Linked DNA regions of Mus musculus: regions 1 and 2 are each linked to region 3. Evidence: chromatin contacts called from public Hi-C and promoter capture Hi-C data. All regions are on one chromosome and are shown on one strand. Each heading gives the region's core, a stretch centred on a gene start, on an enhancer-like site or on the middle of the called end of the contact. The rest is flanking DNA. Distances are from core to core; before and after follow the strand shown. Region 1 holds the start of Zer1 (zyg-11 related, cell cycle regulator). Region 2 holds the start of Brd3 (bromodomain containing 3). Region 3 holds the start of Gfi1b (growth factor independent 1B).

What was found. Promoter capture Hi-C pulls out the DNA fragments that hold promoters and counts their contacts. Hi-C and Micro-C count contacts between places; a contact is called where the count stands out from the background.
Region 1: a promoter capture Hi-C map of pre-B cells shows a contact between it and region 3, with 2.2 times the contacts expected there. The contact joins the promoter of Zer1 here to the promoter of Gfi1b in region 3. A contact is called at or near these places in 1 of 39 promoter capture datasets (pre-B cells) and 1 of 484 Hi-C or Micro-C datasets (B cells).
Region 2: a contact with region 3 is called in a Hi-C map of B cells, with 6 read pairs. The contact joins the promoter of Brd3 here to the promoter of Gfi1b in region 3. A contact is called at or near these places in 2 of 39 promoter capture datasets (hippocampal neurons and pre-B cells), 1 of 484 Hi-C or Micro-C datasets (B cells) and 1 of 115 datasets of contacts at active chromatin or transcription factors (astrocytes).

What each region holds. Positions count from the first base shown.
Region 1 is chr2:30,122,492-30,126,589 of GRCm38.p6, forward strand. It overlaps Zer1 (zyg-11 related, cell cycle regulator), which reads right to left and starts at 2,120. Exons shown (of 16, transcript NM_001290503.1): 1 at 1,785-2,120.
Region 2 is chr2:27,474,178-27,477,988 of GRCm38.p6, forward strand. Brd3 (bromodomain containing 3) reads right to left here and starts at 1,496. Exons shown (of 12, transcript NM_001113573.1): 1 at 1,400-1,496.
Region 3 is chr2:28,619,977-28,623,682 of GRCm38.p6, forward strand. Gfi1b (growth factor independent 1B) reads right to left here and starts at 2,006. Exons shown (of 7, transcript NM_008114.3): 1 at 1,873-2,006. Gm52548 (a long non-coding RNA gene) reads left to right here. Exons shown (of 2, transcript XR_003954006.1): 1 at 1-936; 2 at 1,277-2,227.

The sequences.
Region 1 (4,098 bases), core at 870-3,369, 1.5 Mb after region 3:
GTTGCAGATCAAGCTCTATGAATTCAAGACCACATAGCAAGATTGAAGCCAGCCTTGTCTACATGAAACTGCCTCTAAATAAATAAATGAATAAATAAATGTATGTATGTATGTATGTATGTATGTATGGCCACCAGCTGGAGTTGGTGGCTCCTGTTTGCAGTCCTAGCCTTTGGGATGCTGAGGAGAACTGCTGAGTTCAAGCTCAGTCTGGATTCCACAGGCCGTTGCCAGTCTCACTACAGAGTGAGAACTTGTCTAAACAAACACAACAAACAATCAAGGCCAAGGTCACAGATACCCCGAAGAACAGACCATTACTTTTACCAGTGAATGGTGTCATAAAGTTCTACTTAGCTTCCCCCAGTATTCCTACAAATCCTATGAGCCAGGGGAGTCAGACAGAGCTGGTGATGCCTCCAGCTGATGCTAGAAAGAAGGGCTGCAGGACTGTGTCGTGGGTGGATCCCTCCTGTCATGTACCACACTGCCACACATGCACCCTGTAGCTTAGCAGTCCTATTCTACAGATGGAAAGACCGAGGCAGAAGGTCACCTGCTCACATTCTAACTACGAGGAAACAGTAATGTGACATGACTTTCCCGCAGAAATCTCTTTTAATTTCTGCCATGGATGTTCAGTACAGACAGCAAGAGGGCACTTAAAACACAGGGCTGAAGTACATTGGTCATTTGTCACCTCAGACAATTGATTCTTCTCCAACATTTCAAAAATTACAAATCAACCCTGCATCACAAGCCAGTCCCTAATATGTTCCCTGCGGTTATTTCTTCTCACTTGATTTCCTTGCCACCCACTCTGCCTCCTTCATTCAGACCCAAGCGGGTTCTCTTGCCACCACAGGATCTTTGCGCCTGCTGCTGAATGCTGAGCCCCCAGAAAGCTGTAATGACTTTCTACCTCACTCATCTCTGCTCAGACAGAAACCTCATTAGAGACCTTCCCTGACCATTCTATACAGAGGTCCCAGTCTCTGCTTCGTGACACCTATTACTATCAAACATGTTGTACGTTTATTTACTGAATAAGGCAAAGCACATCGACCCTTCATACCTAACAAGAACCTCTTGGTCAAAGCATAGCTTCTGTGACCCCCCTTTCAATGCTATCTCCACCGGTCACTCTAACTTGAAGCCTGTAGAGAACCATTCTGTCAGAAACATCATTGAGTTAGCTTTTCCCAGGCATTAGGCACCACTACCCCCAACCCTCTGCTCCCCCTCCCGTCTCTGTCATACACACAAGGCACAAGCAAACCCGGGGAAGCTTTGACTGGTTAAAGAGCAGCTAAATCTACCCAGAGCTAGCCAGAGCGGTCAGTTTTAGTTTCACCTCACCTATGGGAGCCATTGATCTTCAGCAAGCCCACCCGCTCTTTTCCGACCCTGTTGCACTATCTTGTACCTTGGCATCGCATTTTGGGAGCTGATCCAGGAGCCAAGCCATCCCTAAGCTTTTAAGTAGCACGGCTTCGGGGGTTGGGAGAAGACCTAAACTCATCCAACAGGTAGGAGGGGCAGAGGCTGGCCTCCTAAGCCCTACGTTGAGCCCCCATTTTGCAAGGGCGAGCGTCGTTCTCATTCTAGAGAGAGCTCAATTTTCAAGGCAAAATCCTCAGACCTGGGTGGCAGGCGACGAGCGCCATCCCACCACTAGCCTGTGGTGGACCTCTGCAAGGAGTCGCAGCGACAATGCTTAGACCCTGAGACAGGGTGAAGAAAAGGATGCAGGTACGTCTCTTGGCTCGGCATTTAGGACGTACCCTAGGAGGGGGCGGCCCTCAACGGGGAGACAGGATGCTTCGCAGGCTTACAAGCGGAGGCTGCGGCCCGGGGGAATCGGCGGCCAAAGCGCCGCAGGAGGTCGGATCCGGTCCGGGTCCGGGTCGGCGGGGCGGGGCGGGGCAGGGCGGGAATGCTGCGACCGGAGCCCCGGACGGAGGCCGTTCCCTTGCCCTCGGGCCGCCGGCTGCTTGGCTCCGGGCCCAGCCCCTCCCCCCGATCCTGTTCCGAAGGCTTGGAGAGCCTGTGGCTGCGGGTGTGCTGTCAACAAAGCGTCACTTCCGGGCCGCCCCTTAGCAGCAGAGGAGGGGTTCTCTCGTCTTGTCCCGCCGCGAACGTGGGCGGAGGCGGCTGAAGGTTCCGGGTTCTCTGGGCTGCTCCTGCCCAAGCTGAGGCCCCAGTCTCCACGTTAGCTTCCAGGGTTCCTTCTAGCGAGGGGCTAACTCGCAGGAGCAGGTTCAGGACAGGATTGACTCCATCTTACCTAGTTAGTGCTGACTCACCCGGTGCCCAACCCGACGTCTTTTGGGCGGTCTCTAAGCAGCCACCACATTGCCCCTCAAAATGTGCTCCTCCTTCTTTCCTTCACGAAAAGGGCCATTCACCCAGGAGCTGTCAGATAGCAGGAGTGAGGCTGTTCTTGGCCACTGCGTTTTCTTCTAGTCACCAAGGATCTCTTAACAGTTGTTTCTCTCTTCCTCCAATAGTGCCCTACTGTCCATCATTTTATCTTTCAAAAATATTATTTTAATTATGTACATAAGTGTATATGTGCTTATGCACGTGACGGCAGCTGCCTGCTGAGGACAATAGCCCCGGAGCCCATGAAGCTGAAGTTACAGGTAGTTGTAAGCCCCACAAACGTAGGAACCGAACAAGCTCTCTGGTCTATACTTCCTTTTCATTTTAAGATTTTTTTCCCATTTATTTATATGTGTGCATGCATATGCACATGTGCAGGAGATCAGAGCACTGTTGGCTGGAGAGGGTTCTCTACACCAGCCACGTTGGTTTCAGGGATCAAATTCAGTCCTCACCATGCTTGTACCAAGCACCCTTACATGCTGGGCCATCTCACTGGCCCCATCACCATTTCTTCTCTTGATTTCTACCATAGCCTCCGAACACAAATCCCTTCGTTCCTTCTGCAGTCTCACAATCAGGGCATCCAGACTTTTCATCTACCTTCTCTCCTTACCCAGTCCCTCAGTAAATTGTTTCCTTCTGGTCTCCTGTCCAGAACGTTCACAGTTGAAATCAGTGTGGGCTCTTTGCATCTCTGTCATTCTAAGCTCAAACAATCAGGCAGTAGGCTTAAACATTTTTCTTACTGCCCTCCACATCTGGTAAACTAACAACACTTTTTGCTTAAGGAATGCCCTGGAGTGAGGTTAGAGAGAAAGAAGGGAGGGGATGTGGAGGCTCAAACCCAGGTCCTGTGGCAGACAGGAATTCTATCATTGAGCGCGCGCACACACACACACAAAATACTATACATACACCTTAATCTTAGCACTCAGGAAGCAGAGATAGGCAGATTCCGTTAGTTTAAGCTAGTTCCATGACAGCCAAAACTACACAAAATAACCATGTCTCTAAAACAAAAAACAAAACAAGAAAAGGAGAAAAAATAAAAGAAAAGAGAAAGTAGATACCTTAAGTAGGAAGGTAAATAACTCAAAATAGGTTCAGGAAGTCCCTGAAACTAACCAGATTCACTAAGACCCTCCCTGCCAGAGAAAAGAATAAAAAGTTGAGAGTTCTTAGTCAAGCTGAGCTGCAAAGAAGATACTGAGACCAGACCAGCTACATGTAAGAAGAGGAAACAAGCTGAGCTGCCTATGAGAGATTTAGACCACAGTCAGGTGGAAAGTACATTTCCCAGTCTGTTTAGCTCTCTGCAGACTATGCTCTGTGCTATAGGTTTCCAGCTTTTCTGAACTGTCATCTTCGCAGAGATGTGCCTTGGTCATGCCACTGTCTTTGAGTCATTTCTGTTCCTGTAAGTAATACCAATAAAACTCACTAGCTCACCAAACTGGACTGTGGTGGTATATTTGGTCTGTCCGGAATTCCCTATCCGGGGTGAGTAGACATGCATGTTGTTAACTTTCTAGGAAAAAATTGTCACATAACACCCTGTGTATGGCAATCCTAACTCAGCAATGTATTGAAACAATTCTACATGCACGACTGTCTTAGTTTAGGGTCACTATTGCTGTGAGGAAACACCATGACCAAAAGCAAGTTGTGGAGGAAAAAGTTTATTGGGCACACACTTGTCCATCATAGTCT
Region 2 (3,811 bases), core at 246-2,745, 1.1 Mb before region 3:
CTTGGAGTCCTTCCTTTCCTGGACCCTGGAAAGCCTGTGAGAAACTCACTTCAAGCAGCACAGCAGAGATCTCAGATCTCTTCAGGGGCACCCCCACCCCCAGTAATGCACACCACTAAGAAAGTGCAAAACAAAAGGGGGGGGGGATGGACGACACAACAACCAGCTTGTCCTCATGGGTTAAGGGGGACAGGACCTGAGCCCTTCAATTCCTTCACTCATTTCTCTTCCTGCACCCAGTCCCATGTTAGCCACTGAAGAACACAAGAATGACCTCAGAGACACAAACTTATACAGTTAAGAAGTTTAAGGTAGAGAAACAACAGCTGTGCACTTATTTCTGGCAGAAAGCTCTTAATCAAAATTGCAAAGGGCAGAGCCTTAAAATTGAGCCCTAAAGTATGAACTCACAAAAGGTATGCCCCGGCTCCCAGTGAGCCCCCTTCCCGCTCCTTACCGCCCCCCCCCCGCCGCCCCAGGGCAAGAAGACTGTTTATGGCTTCCTCGTTAGCCCTGCCCCCGTCGCAGCAACTGGTGGAGAGAACTTCCCCAAGCCGCCAGGATTTTTCACCGGGAATCCTCAAGAACCTTACATACGAGAGGCTTTGGGGTGCGCATTCCTCACCCAACTAGCTTGCGTGTTATACACGAAGTAAGAAAAAGACGTGCACCCCACCCCTTCCACCTCAATCCGAATCGACCTCGCCCGGATTAAGTACTCGTTTAGGCTGATTTCAAAACATGAACTGGGTTTCCTCCTGGCCTGGCTGCAATAATCCAGTAACTCGTAAGCGCGCAAAGTCGTCTCCCGGGCCATAACTCTGCAAATGCAGCCGCCGCCCCCCAAGCCACGCCGCGGCTGCCCCACTTGCAAGGCTCCAGCGGTGTCCAGGCCCAGCCTGGCCTGCCCTGCGACGATCCGCCCTAAGTGGCGCCGGAGCGACCCTGGGCACACCGCGCGCACCTTCCCGCGCCGCGCATCCTCCAGGCAGTCCCCTTCGGAAGATGGCGGGCAGAGGAAAAGGGGAAAGGAAAAAAAAATCCCTTCCGTGAGGGAGGGCTGGCGCAGAGAGCGCGGGCTGTGCCAAGTCCAGGCTGGGCGCTCCGACCAAGGCGACGCCTCCCAGTCCGGCCCGAGGCGACCGGCAAGCCGCGGGCGCACAGCGCAAGGCGGAGGGCAGCGGAGCCCGCGCAGTCGCTGCGACCCCGGGCAGGCGGCCGCCCCGCTTTGTTGCATCGCGGCCGCGCACAAAGGCGGCGGCCCCGGGCTCCGGGCTTCGAGACGCGCGGGAGGCCTGCACCATGCGTTCCGGGCCGTGTTCTCTCAGCCAAGTCCGCCGCCGCCACCGCCACCGCCGCCGCCGCCCAGAGTGTACAAGGAAACGAGAAAAAGGCGTACTTGGCCTAGGCGGCTCCAGCGCCGTCTGCTCCCGGCCCGCGCGGCCGGCTCCTCTTTGGCTCGCCGGCCCCGGCAGCATAATAGACGCGCCGGAGCTGTACAGGGCTCATGCGCTACGCCGCGGCGCCTGGCGGGAGTCGTAGTCCGCGCCCGGGCTCGCGCCAGGGCCGCCCAGGGGAGGCCGAGGCGCACGGACTACATGTCCCGGCCCCGCCGGCGCCACGCCGTGCCCCGCCCCGCGCGCCCCCGGCCGCCCGCCCGGCCGCCCTGGCCGCCAGCGGGCCCGGCCTAGGGGCGCGTGGGGGCGGGGCTGGGAGGTTGCCCGCCAGGACCCGAGGCGACGCTGGAACCTTGGCCCGCCCGCGCGCCTTCACTTTAGCGTTCTCAGCCACACGCAGGGAATAAGAACTGGTGGGCGGATTTCCAGAAGCCTAGGAAAACGTGGGAAAGGCGGGAACGCAGTTAGCACCCTGGGGTCACTACCCGGGTACCCCGAGGCCTCCCTCAAACCCCGAATGCTCACAAGCAGGGAGGCGCGCACCGGCCCCAGCCCATGTTTGTAAACAAACCGCGCGCCTAATTAGCCTGGCGAGGGCGCGCGCAGGGCGGTCCTTGCCAGGGAGGAGTCGCGATCAATCCCGCCCCAAAATCCTGGGGCGGGTTGAAGACCTGGGGACTCCGTAAGAGACCTGGCTGGTGGTGCCGGAAAAAGGCGGATTCTCCAAAGCTAGACACCAGTAAGGGATGCTTCAGGCTGTGCCAGCCAACTTTCCCTCTCTGGAGTCTCAGTGTGTCCCCATGTGCCTATGGAAAGACAGGAATGAGATTAAGTCCCGCCCTTTTTCTGCGTTTTGAAAGGGTTAGGACGGGGTCACACTTCAGATCTTGGTTTTGGTGAAAATTACAATGGTGCCTACGTTAGTCAGTTTTTATCCAGTTGTAATTTAAGGTGGGTGTGTGATAGACCCCAACAAAAACGTTACAAACAAAACAAGTTTTTCCATCAGTGCCCGCTGAACCTGCCTGCCAATGCAGGGTTCCAATTCTGCTGTGAGCTGGACCTATTCCAAGATCCTGGTGTCACTGAGTTTATTTCTGGCTGAGCGGGCACTTTGCTGCATGCAAGAAATGCACAGGTGGTTATGGTATTAAATACCAGACACACACACACACACACACACACACACACACGTACACACACACATACACACACATACACAACGAATATGTTCTGTACCTGAAAATGAAAAAGGCTCAAGAAGGCAAAGTGACATCCTTGGTCTCAGAGGTCCCAAGCTCCAAGCCCAGGGTCCTTGGAAGAGATTTGAGGACAAGCTGGAGCCTCTCCAGGCTCTTCTTGTCTCCTCTTTGGTCTACAGCATGGGTGCTTCTCACACCCTGGGGCGAGGTGGCCACTGCAAGGAAGCCCTGCTGTTTAGTCGCAGACTGAACACAGGGTAGGAGAGCAAGACCTGGGAGGCTCTAAGTTAGAGTCCTTAAACTCTTGAACCCAGGCTCCCCAGCAAAGCCATGACTGGGAGCTTGCAGAACTGCAGTCACCTTGCAGGTTCTATTATCATTCCTGCCATCTGGGTCTCACCTTTCTGGACACACTGAGCACTCTGGCTACTAGGACAAGGGACTTGCCAGTTAACTTTTTAAACAAAACCCAGAAAACTCTGTGTGTGTGTGTGAGTGTGTGTGTAACTATGTATGTGTGTGTGTAACTATGTACATGTGTGTAACTATGTGTTTGTAACAGTGTGTGTAACTGTGTGTGTGACTGTGCATGTGTGCGTAACTGTGTATGTGTGTAACTATGTGTGTGTAACTGTGTATGTGTATATAACTGTGTGTGTAACAGTGTATGTGTGTGTAACTGTAACTGTGTATAACTGTGTACATGTGCGTAACTATGTGTGTGTAACTGTGTGTAATTAGGTGTGTGTATAACTGTGTATGTGTATGTAACTGTGTGTGTAACTGTGTATTGTGTAACTGTGTGTGTAACAGTGTATGTGTGTGTAACTATGTATAACTATGTGTGTAACTGTGTATGTGTGTGTAACAGTGCATGTGTGTGTAACAGTGTATGTGTGTGTAACTATGTATAACTGTGTGTGTGTGTAACTGTGTATGTGTATGTAACTGTATGTGTACCTGTGTATGTAACTTTGTGTGTCTAACTGTATGTGTGTAACTGTATGTGTGTCTAACTATGTGTGTAACTGTATGTGTGTGTGTGTAACTGTGTATGTGTGTGTGTACATGTGGCACAGAGCACATGTGGAAATTAGAGGACAGTGTGAGAGCCAGCACTCCCCTTCTACCACATAAGACTCGAACTGGAATCACCAGGCTCAGACACAAGTTCCTCAACTGCCTGAGGCATCTCTCACAGGCTTAGTGACT
Region 3 (3,706 bases), core at 756-3,255:
GCAGAAAGAGAGCAGACACTGTAAAGTAGTTCTCTGACCTCCACATGCGTGCTGTGGCATGTGAGCCCCACATCTCTCTTACACGAAAAACAAACAACAACAACAACAATACTTTTGTAGTTCTTTTGAGACACTGGCTGTTCTGGAACTCTCTATGTAGATCAGACTGGCCTCAAACTCACAGAAATCTACCTGCCTCTGGCTCCCAAATGCTAGGATTAAAGGCATGCGCCTCCATGCCTAGTTAGTGATAGTAATCTTAAATTAAAAACAGAAAGGAGCCAGGCATGGTGGCGCACGCCTTTAATCCCAGCACCAGGGAGGCAGAGGCAGGTGGATTTCTGAGTTCGAGGCCAGCCTGGTCTACAAAGTGAGTTCCAGGACATCCAGGGCTACACAGAGAAACCCTGTCTCGACCCCCCCCCCAAAAAAAAAAACAGAAAGGAGAGATTAAAAAAATAATGAAAGAAAAGAAGAAAGGACTGGGGATGTAGCTCAGGACACAGTGACAGAGGGTGGAGGCAGAAGGATCAGAAATTAAGTTTTTGTTTGTTCATTTGTTTGTTGTTTGGTTGATTTTTTTTTTGTTGTTGTTGTTGTTGTTTTTTTACTATGTAGTGAGAAAGGAGAGAAGGAAGGAGTCGGGACCAGAGTGTACGTCCCATGCCCATGCCGAAGAACACCACGTAACTCAAAAGCAAAAAAAAAAAAAAAAAAAAAGGTCAGTTCTATGGACTTGTTTTACCACAATGGAAACAAAACTGGGCAAACAGCCCCCACACTCCCCACGGCCGGCTGGGACTGACACCAGAAAGGATTCAATGCAAACGCCTTCAGACGGAGGAGTCTCCTGCTATTTCTGCCTGCGAGCAGGCTCTGTGCCCCGGTGAAGGGAGACCTGGGACCTGCACCCACCTTTTTGAAGTTCTGGGAATGGTGAGCACCACTGGGGCGATTCCATCAGACCTAAATCATCCAGAGCCACCCAACTCCCCGAGGGACTTTCTACAGGTTGACCCCCAAATCAAAATGTTACCCCTCTCCTGATGGAGGGCTTTGCAGACTTGGAAGAGCACAGGTGGATAGGCACAGCTCTGCCAGTACCCAGGCTGTCCAACTCCACAGCTAGGGTGACTTGGCTTTCCCCACAGTAGTCTCATAAAAATGCTGGCTTTCCCAGGACCCAGTCACAGACCACAGCATCCATCCGTGGGCATCTCTGCAATGAGCCCTGTTTTCTAAGAAAACCACAACTCAAACTCACCTTTTCCTCTAGGTGAGAAGAGCTACAGATGCTCAAGGAGCCAAGAGCCTTTGGCAGTGCCTCCCCTCCATCATCCTGTGGTCTGCCTCACCTTGTCATTTCCCTTCAGTAAATTCCCAAGGAAAGGGTGTCTGACTCCCCTCCCCGGTGCTTCCAGGAACTTTTGAGAGGGTCATCAGAGCTACCAATCCCTTCTGAGATCCTGGCACAGGGCAGCTCTAGCCCAGGGGGACACCAATTTGGGCTCCTCTGGTGCCCCTAGAAAAGTGCTCTGTGTGTGTGTGTGTGTGTGTGTGTGTGTGTGTGTGTGTGTGTGTGTGTGAAGGGGGGGATTGACTTTGTGTATCTGGGTGAAGCCTAGCCCCCTACAATGAAGTTTCACAGAATTCGCAGGAGGAAAGCTCGGTGTTTGCGCTATCTTGGGGTATCGGGACTGGTCCATGTTCCTTCCTTCTTCTCTCCCCTGGTGATGAGCACTGCATCCAGAAGAGAGACTACCACAGTATTCTTCCTCTCACCTTAAAGGGAAGCAGACACCCTCCCTGCCTTGGGCACCCAGGACGAACTTTTCAGCGGAGCCCAGCCAGCACGGGTCTGGCAGCACTCACCGTCAGGGAGCTGTCCCTCTTCTGAGTTCTGCCCGAGAGCCACGAACCTCCACACTGTCCCTGGGGACTGCTCTCGGCTCGGTCAACGTTATGAGTCTCTGCACAGACAGACACTTCTCCTTTTCGTTTCTGTGTTTCCCGCCCCCCTTCTGTTCCCCTCCCTGATTTTCAATCTGATTATTTGTGTCAAAATCTGGCGGCTGCAGCGTCAGCCAATGACCAGAGCGCGAAAGTGCAGCCACATTTGCTTATCAAAACTTCACAGAAGCTTCTAACCCACTGGAAATTTCTCCAGAAACTTTCAGTAGCATTTGGGTGAAAGAGAGTGGCTAACTTATTAAAATGTAAAAGTCTAGCATTGACTTACAGTCCCTCATCCTTGCTTTAGATTTTATTTCTTTCCCTTCCTTCTTTCCCTCCCTTCCCCCTCTTCCCCTTTTCTCTTCTTTCCCCATCCATCTTCCTTTTCTTCCCCCTCTCCTTCCTCTCCTCCTCCTCTCTCCTCTTTTTCTCCCTTCTTCCTCTTGCTTCTCCTCTCCTAGATTCCACCATCACACACTTTCTCGCTGAGGCATTAGAGGGGCCCCTGTGTTTAAAGCTCTTGGATCCTGGGCCAGTACAGATCACTCTTAACCAACAGGATTCTGTCTCCCACTGAGCTCATTCTTAAAAAAAAAAAAAAATGGAGTTTCCCCCAGACAACCACAGACCAGCAGAACCACAAATAGACAGAGTAGAAGAACAACAAAAAAAGCAAGGTAGTGAATTTGGGGGCCTTGGAACCTGTACCTGGCAAAGTTCAAGTACAGATTGAATACCCAAGTACCACGGCCGGCGTGTGCTGCCATCTAGTGGCAGCATGAGAGACAGAGAGGTCAATGGGGGCCCCTCTGGGTACCCAGGCCAGCGCAGGGCATTTCACCCCATTTGAGCAGAGCCCCATTCCCTGGTCCCCACTTTCTTTTCCCTGCTCTGCCCCTTGGCCTCCTCCCGTTTGGGGATGACTGATTTATTCCAGGAAGTTTTGCATACAGAGAGAACTCCACCAAACAGCACTGTTAGCTGATTTGCATGCTCTTGCAGCCAGGACTGGAGAGATTACATTTCCCCCATAAAGAAAACAAACACGGGACAGGAAGCCCCGATTGAAACTGCAAGTCCAATGTTCAAAGTGTAGAGAAAAGAGATGTTTCGTTTGAGGCCTTTCTGCTGAGGGGGCTAACCCTGTGGCAGCGGCCGGAGGTCACAACAGACTCCCCAAGGGGACACAGGTCCAGACTGGTGGCCACAGATAGGAGACAGCTACACCCAGCCCTTGTTCTCTCTCTCTCTCTCTCTCTCTCTCTCTCTCTTTCGAGACAGGGTTTCTCTGTGTAGCCTTGATTGTCCTGGAACTCCCTCTATAGAACAGGCTGGCCTCGAACTCAGAAATTCGCCTGCCTCTACCTCCCAAGTGCTGGGATTAAAGGTGTGCGCCACCACACCCAGCCTTGTTCTCTCTTTATAAAACGTCTTGAGTATTCTTTGGGTGGTACACGTTACCAGCCAGCACTCGGTGAGAACTGAGTCACTATGCAGAAAACTTAATAGACCATACGTGGGACATTTTTAAACTGTTCCCTGACAGGGACCAGCCCTCATTTCTTGTCACATACACTTACACTTGACTGTCTTTCCTGCTGAGCCATGTCTCATTCAAATCCTCCTCTGTGGACATCTTTAATGGTTTTACACCCACTTCCCTCCCCATAACCTTCCCAAAGCTTTGGCTTTCTAAATGCACAATTGTTAGGCTGAGCTCTGGCCTCAAGCTGCTGTGTAGCACAACCAGTTC